Regions from separate parts of the Sus scrofa genome. Here region 1 is linked to region 2. The links are chromatin contacts, called in public HiChIP or PLAC-seq maps. All regions are on one chromosome and are shown on one strand. The core of a region is the stretch at or near the end of the contact, and the rest is flanking DNA. Distances in the headings are between cores, read along the strand shown. Region 1 holds the start of DDB2 (DNA damage-binding protein 2). Region 2 holds the start of NUP160 (nuclear pore complex protein Nup160).

The links. HiChIP or PLAC-seq counts read pairs in DNA pulled down with a chosen protein or histone mark.
Region 1: a contact with region 2 is called in an H3K27ac HiChIP or PLAC-seq map of alveolar macrophages. The contact joins the promoter of DDB2 here to the promoter of NUP160 in region 2.

The regions. Positions count from the first base shown.
Region 1 is chr2:15,368,203-15,372,365 of Sscrofa11.1, reverse strand. DDB2 (DNA damage-binding protein 2) reads left to right here and starts at 1,743. Exons shown (of 8, transcript XM_013994357.2): 1 at 1,743-3,798. The coding sequence starts at 3,672.
Region 2 is chr2:14,838,340-14,842,383 of Sscrofa11.1, reverse strand. NUP160 (nuclear pore complex protein Nup160) reads right to left here and starts at 2,328. Exons shown (of 37, transcript XM_021085052.1): 1 at 2,323-2,328; 2 at 1,571-1,892; 3 at 1,193-1,304. The coding sequence starts at 2,328.

The DNA.
Region 1 (4,163 bases), core at 494-2,993, 530 kb before region 2:
TCCTGCATTGCCTTGAGCTGTGGTGTAGGTCGAAGATGTGTCTGGGATCCTGCTTTGTTGTTGTTGTGGCTGTGGTGTAGGCCAGCAGGTGTAGCTCCGATTTGACTCCTAACCTGAGAGCCTCCATATGTTGTGGGTACAACCCTAAAAAGCAAAAAAAAAAAAAAAAAAAAAAAAAAGCATTATTTGCTTTTGTCCACTCTGCACCTAATGGTTCACCAGATGGGAACATCTGACATCAAGTCCCTGAGCTGCTGCTTTTGGTAAAACAAAGCAAAATCCAGGGTAAGGAAGGCCCAGCATACAACCTGAGGCAAAGCATTTTACTGGTACGTGCAAGGGAGGTTTCCACTGCTCACACATGGGTTTTTTTGTTTGTTTGTTTTTTAGTCTACCATGGAAGAGTCTTCAATACTAAAAGGGATTCTGGGAAAACCTGACATTTCCTTTGTTCATGAATCCAACATGGCCAACTATTACCTCCTTGCCTTTCTGCTCCTTCTGCCTGGAATGCTCTCCCACTCTCCTCTCCCTCGATTTCCCCTCCAGATTAAGCTTAAGTATCACCTTTTCTGAGAAGTCTTCCTTGACACTGTCCCTTCTTTACCCCACTCCAAGCTGAGTTCAAGTGTCCTTTTTCTGTGCCCCCTGCCCCTCCAGAATCCAATGGTTCCTCTCTCACCAAGCTTATAACACTCTACAGTAGCTGTATGTTTATCTATTAAAAGGCACACTTGGAGTTCCCGTCGTGGCGCAGTGGTTAACGAATCCGACTAGGAACCATGAGGTTGCGGGTTCGGTCCCTGCCCTTGCTCAGTGGGTTAACGATCCGGCGTTGCCGTGAGCTGTGGTGTAGGTTGCAGATGCGGCTCGGATCCTGCGTTGCTGTGGCTCTGGCGTAGGCTGGTGGCTACAGCTCCGATTGGACCCCTAGCCTGGGAACCTCCATATGCCGCGGGAGCGGCCCAAGAAATAGCAAAAAGACAAAAAAAATAAATAAATAAATAAAATAAAAGGCACACTCCATGGGGAAAAAAAAGAGTATTTTTTTGGCCACACCCACAACATACCGAAGTTCCCAGGCCAAAGATTGAACCCTTGCCACAGCAGTAACCAGAGCCACAGCAATGACCATGCCAGAACCTTAACCCACTGGGCCACCAGGAAACTCTAGGAAACAAGAGCATGTTTAATTTCAGCTTTCTCTTTGACTGGAATAATGTCAGAGTATGTTTTTGACAGATGTCAGTAGAATGAATTCTCCTGCTTGCCACTATTCAACCACCCCCTTGATCTGGCCTCTCTTACTTTGCACAAATCCTTAATGTGATCAATTTTCTCCTCCTATCCTATTTATAAATTTTAATGCCCCAAGCCAAATTCCACCAGGGACACTCCTGTGGTTGAACTCTAGGTCTACTGCTCATTGCAACAGAACATGCATACCACGGGGAATGGTGGGACATCTCTGTAAGAAGGTATTAGAGGGAGTTCCAGTCATGGCTCAGTGGTAACAAATCTGACTAGTACCCACAAGGAAGCAGATTCGATCCCTGGCCTCGCTCAGTGGGTTGGGGATCCAGCATTGCCATGAGCTGTTGTGTAGTGCTCAGACACGGCTCAGTTCTGGTGTTGCTGTGGCTGTGGTGTAGGCCAGCAGCTACAGCTCCGATCAGACCTCTAGCCTGGGAACTTCCATATGCTGTGGGTGCAGCCTTTAAAAGACAAAAAAAAAAAAAAAAAAGAGTGAAGGTATTAGAAAGAACTTACAGGATTGGTTTGTGTTGGATGGCTTGGATAATAGTTCAAAGAAGTGAAGTTTTGCTCTGGATTGGAGGCCGAAAGGAAACAGGGGTGATCCTATGATTGGGCATCAATAAACCTTATCTATAAGGTGGGGGGAATGAAGCAAAGCCAAAGCTGTGATTAGCAAAGAACCTGCAGTCACTCATTTTAGCTAAATAATAAGGGTCTGTTTGGTCATTTTTTTTGTGGTTTGGACAATGTTCATACTTTTTTCTGTGTGCAGTGATCTTGTTTTTGTGTTGATCTATCATGGTCACAGAATGGCCTTGTCTGTGCTGATGTTTTGTGAAATTGTTTATTTGGACAGAACGTTAAGGCTTAGCTAATAGTACCAGGCCAGCTCCCAGATGCCAGGAGCTGATTTTTCTTTTTCTCATGGTTCTCACACTCATTCCTAACTTTTACCAGTCTGTTTCTTCTCCTAGGATGCTCTTCTCTGCCCCCCTCCCATCCCCAAACTCCACAAAATCCCATTTTCCTTATGAGCTTTTCCTAAATATTCTTTCTCCATTAGATTATATTTTCTGAATGCATCTAAAAGTGTTTGTTGGCTTACAATATAGTACTCAGTTGTGTTCTATCTTGAATTGTTTGACTTGTTTCACATGTATTTTTCCTCTTAGTAGATTGTAAACGTTTTAGCGGAAGGGTCATTAAGGATCCCCCAGAAATGAGCACCCTGCAGAGGTGAAACTAATGGCTGGTCTTAGTAAGTGGGCTGGGGACAACTTGCTTCTGTAACGGAGCTACAGGTCTGCAGAGGAGAAGCCACCAGCGTGCCCTTTCCCCTGGTGGTTGCCATTTCTAACACCTTGTGCTGATTGGAAGAAAGCTTTTTCCAGCTTTTCTTTTGGAGTATTCATTCCTTTCAAGAGATATTTTTGCAACTCTATTCTGTCCCTACCTGTCTGAAAGCTCCTGGAGTGTAGGATCTACCACTAATGCATGTTTGCCTCCTCTCACCCTCCCAAAGCATCTGGCACCAGACTTGGCGGGTGGAAGGAAAGGACCAGCAGTCCGACTAACCCCAGCTTCTGCCTGGCTCGTCGCGGAAAGTGGGGTGCATCCAAACTATCTCCCTGTCGGGCCGGGCGGGACACCTATGAGACTCCCTGCCTTGGCCTTTGGCTGAAATCGTGTGCACAAGGCCTCAGCCCAGTTAGCTGCACGCTGTATAGGCCCATCGTCGCTGTCCCACGCTGCTCTTTGGGCAGACACTCAACAGGTTTGGAGAAACTTTAATTAAAAGCTTTGAGTTTTAACCACTTTCTACAGAGAAGCTGAGATTCGACGGAGCTGGAGACATTTAAGTAATTGCCACAGACCGCAAGGCCGGCGGAAGGAATCGGCTCGGTTTTCACAGCGGGGAAGCGGACAGCATTGTATAAAGCCGCCCCACACCAACTGTACGGATCAGCCAATCACAAAGCCCGAGAGGGTGTGGTCACCAATTAGAAAGTAGAGAAGGCGGAGCCGAAGGCTTGATTGGCATCGGTCTTGGGTGAGGGGGCCCATAGGCCTGGCATAGACCCCCCTGAAGAGGCTTCAATTCGGGAGGCCTTGCTCTGGCGGCCATTTTTATTTCTGGCAGGTCAGCTGACTTGGACTAGCTCAGGGCCAACACGTAGGCAGGCGGCATCCCTTTTCTCTGGGGAGCGGCTGAGGCCCTCCCCTTACACACTTCCCATCTCTCCGCGCGCGCCCCCGCCTTCCCGGTGAGCCTGTTTGGCGGGAAGTTGGCTTAGTTGGCTTACCTGTGGCTCAGCGGGCTCCCTGGTCCCTCCCTTATTTCTCCCCAGAAGCTTCTCAATCTTCCCCTGGTGATCTCGGCATAGGGCATAGTACCCCTTCGCACGGAGGACGCGATGGCTCCCAGGAAACGCCCAGAAACCCAGAAGACCCCTGAGGTGGTTTTACGCCCCAAGAGCAAGAGGAACAGAAGCCCCCGTGAGCTGGAGCCCGAGGCCAAGAAGCTCTGTTTGAAGGGCCCCGGTACTGCCTGCGCCTGCTGCTTTAATAATTCCGCCGTTTGGGGTTCTCACGCAAGAGGCTGGAGTGGGGGGATGGGTGTTCCTAGGTTCGAGGCTGTCCCAAATTTTGGACGCCTCAGGCTAGGAATTTTATCTGCAGGTCTTTGACGCCTTGGAGCTTGGCTTAACCTCCCTCAGGTGATGGGAAGAGGCAGATGAGTTACATTACAAAGGACACAACAGACTCCAAAATCCTTGTTTGTACCAGGATTTTTACACACTGGGGACTGCTTAAAATAATCCTACTTTGCCTGGAGGTGTAGCTGTATATCCTTGGTTTAGCTGCGAGAACCCTTCATTTCCTTCCTCTCTTCGGATGACGCATTT
Region 2 (4,044 bases), core at 1,079-3,578:
CGTGTATCTTGAGTCCATCTAATTCTCTTTCCCTAGCCAATCCCACAACCAGCATATCTTACTTGGTTCACCATGAAAGCAAATTCTTCTTTCATACTGTACCCATCCAATCCAAGTCTACTTTCCACAAAGTAGACTGATTATTTTAAAGTGTGACTTTGACCATGTTAGTAACACTTTAAGACTCTCCAATGACTGCTCAATGTACTTAGGATAAAAATCCCAAATCCCTGAAAAGGACCTGAGGGTTCTTCTTGATCGGAGTCCTGCTTACCTCCCTAGTCTCAGCATCACTCATATCACTTTCCATTTTGCCCAATGCACTTATGCCGCACAGAGCTTCAGTCAGTTCTTCAAATTTGTCAAGTTCTTTCCACCTTGTGGACTCTCCATTTGGTGATCCCACTTGCTAAACTGCTCTCTCTCCCAACTCCATGCCTAGCTAACCTTTCCTCCTTCAGATGAAATGTGACTTACTTCAGGCCTTCCCAGACACGCCAATTACATCTGATTTTCCCATTAGCTTCTCATACTTTTCCTCTGAGGGAAGTATGAAAAACTTCATTTACATACTTATGTGGGGTCATTAGCTTAATGGCGTTTTGGGGGTCACACCTGAGGCATGTAGAAGATCCCCGGCCAGGGAAAGAATCTGTGTCACAGCAGCAACTTGGGCTGTTGCAGTGACAATGCCAGATCCTTAACCTGTCGCACCACAAGGGAACTCCAGCTTAATGTCTTTTTCCTTCTCAAAACTGCCCCATGAAAGATGTGTCCACATCTATTCTTACACTACTATATCTTGCAGGATGAAAATGGAGACTGTTTTTGTTCATCCCTGCACTCCTAGAACACCTAGCAGTGCTTGACATGTAAAAACTCAAGACTAATTTGTAGAATGAAGGAAGCTTAAAGCACTATAAAAATATAACGGCTTCATGCTTAGAACTGATCTTTGGGGCTTTACCCTCGAAGCTACATTTCTTCTTTTTAGTGCTGCCAGGGAGGGCACCTCTTCCAGAACTCTGTGCCTGCTTAATTTTCCACTGACTCAGATATCAATAGGAAACAGTCTTTCTCTTTTCCTGTCTATAACCACTTCGGAGAATAAACGACACCTTGGGAACAGTCACGAAAATTCAGCCGCCGAACAAAACGCCCTTTCGGGAGATTTGACAAACACAGCACTTACCAATGAATGAACCTGTTTCTGGTGACGGAGAACAACTTGCCACTTTCCACGTAGTAGAAGCCTCCCGCGCTCTCACTGTATTTCACAGCTCCGGCCACTGCATTTGCAGTTCCTGCAAAAGAAGAGTGGTCACCCTTGCACACGTGGTTCTCAGGGGATGACACGGACTGAGGGCGCTGAGAAAGCAGAGGGTGACAGACTGAAAATCCATGCAAAAAGGGGAAAAAAAGAGAAAGAAGTAGAACACTAATGAAGCTCTGAATCCGGGGCTGGAGGCATGTGGGCTCAGGAGGATGAACTGGAGGACAGAGATTTAGGGATCCACGGGAAGATCCCGAGGGCAGGAGCTGCATCGAGCCCTACTGGATGCTTCCGTACCAATGTCGCAAACTGCGAATTCCCGAAAGTGCCTTGGCCTTTCGCGCTCAGCTCCGCTGAGCTCTACGAAGCTCCGTTCCATGGCTCCCGCCGCCGCCATCTTCCCGCCGCCGCCGCCGCGAGGCCTGACGGGACACCAGCCCAGCCGGGCGGCTGTCGTCACTTCCGGGGGCGGAGCAAGCACAGATGCGGACAGGTGAAGAAACCCGGAAAGGTCTAGGGCCTGTCCGACCCACCGTTGTGAGGCTTCCACCGAGCTGGCCGGAGACAGGGTGGGCAAGGAGGAAGCCAGATGAGAGGAGGCAGGGGGAGCTTGCAGGATCTACCTGCAGGAACCTTTGCGTGTCCGGCGAGGAAGCCCCAAGGGGCGGTGCCATTTTCCCGGCGGCCTCAGGGAAGGGGGCGGAGCCGGGTTTGTTTCCATTTTAAAAACTCCGGCGCGGGCAGCGGCTGGGCAGAGCCTCCAGGGAGGGGCGAGGTCCTAGGAGGCCACGCAGATGGGCGCCATCTACTGGATTTCGAGCTTTTGATCGCCTCTCCTTGCTTCCCCGTGTTACTCAGTGAATCTCCGCCTGGTCTCCTTTTCTTCACCTTTCAGCGACGTGGGTTGGGGGCGGAGTGAAGGGCAGAGTGGCCTTTTGTGTTGGGTTTTTTCGAGAGACTGTATTCGTGTGTTCTTGTATAATGAAGCATAATGTGTTTAATTAAACATTGATGCAGTTACCTGCTTGAAGCCCCTAAATGCTACTCACTTGCATACGTGAAAGAAATTTCCTTTATCTTCCATTTGTGATCTGTTTGGAAGGTCTTGTGCTTTACCTGCATTTAGGGCAGAGTAGATGCTGGATTTGGAGGAAAATGCCAGTCTTCAAGGGGAAAGTTAGTCTAAATCTCATGTATCAACATGACAGATTAAAGACGACCACAAATTCTTTGACTTTTTCCCATCAGGAGGTGGGTCTTTGTCCCTTCCTCTGGAATCTGGGAGGGCTCTGTAACTGCTGTAACTCATTGAACACAGCAGAAGTGACTCTGTGCCAGATTAGCCTTTTAATTTTTTTTTTTTTTTTGGGTCTTTTGTCCTTTTTAGGGCCGTACCCACGGCACATGCAGGTTCCCAGGCAAGGGGTCCAATCGGAGCTGTAGCCGCCAGCCTATGCCACCGCCACAGCAACACCAGATCCGAGCCGCCTCTGCGACACCACAGCTCATGGGAACGCCAGATCCTCAACCCACTGAGCGAGGCCAGGGACCTAACCGGAAACCACATGGTTCCTGCTCATATTTGCTTCCGCTGCACCAGGACAGAAACTCCCAGACTAGCCTTAACAGAGTCTGTTTCTCTCTTGGAGTGCTAACTAGGAGGGAAGCCATCTAATAAATTCAGCTATCCTGGGGTTGCCATCCTGGAGGAATCATGGGGAGAGACCACATGGAAGGGCTCTCAAGTTACTTAAAGTGAGAGATGTCTGGTGAGAGAGTCAAAAGTCACTAAGTTTGGGGTAATTTGTTAGCCAGCAATAGATATCAGGAACATTCTCTTGTCTTTCCTTTACATTCATACTTTTCCTCAACAGTCTTCCACATTTCATTCTTAGATAATGGAAACAACTCCAGTTGATCTTATTTTGCTGTTGTTCTCCCTGCCTCTCCATTTTACAAATACACTCTAACTGTTCCTAAACACCACTTACATTTTGTTTCTTCTTGTTTCACAAAATACTATATGCTGGGTGGCTTAAACAGCTAACACGTACTGCACACAGTTTTGGAGCCTGGGAAGTCCAAAATCAAGAGACCAGCAGATTCAGCGTCAGGTGAGAGTCAGCTTCCTGATTTATAGACAGCCATCTCTTGTGCCGTGTCCTTAAATTGTGGGGATTTTTTTTGTTGTTGGTTTGTTTTTGCTTTTTTATGGTTGCACCTGTGGCATATGGAAGTTCCCAAGTTAGCGGTCCAATTGGAGCTGCAGCTGCTGGCCTACGCCACAGCCGCAACAGTGCCACATCCAAGCTGCATCTGCGACCTGCACCACAGCTCATGGGATAAAGTGGGTCCTTAAACCCACTGAGCAAGGTCAGGGATTGAACCTGCACTCTCATGGGTACTAGTCAGACTCTTAACCCACTGAGCCATGATGGAAACTCCCTGTAGGGTCTTTTTTTAATAGGGCACCAATCCCTTTTTCGTGAGGGCTCCACCCTCACAATTGAATCCCTTGGGATGGTAATTTATAATAAGAACATTATATTTGGTCTTTGTCCCTCTTCCTGTCACAGAGAACCTGAAACTCTTGTAATTCCCTTAGTGATAAGAGGATGACTATCCTATGTTATGTTAATGAAGTCATTTTTGGAAAGTTTCTAGGTAACCTGAGGTTGGGGGCGGGGGCAGTGATTGCCAGGGGAAACAACCACTTGATTAGAGGTTTGGAACTTTTAGCCCTACCACCCCAACCTTTGGAGATTAAGTTC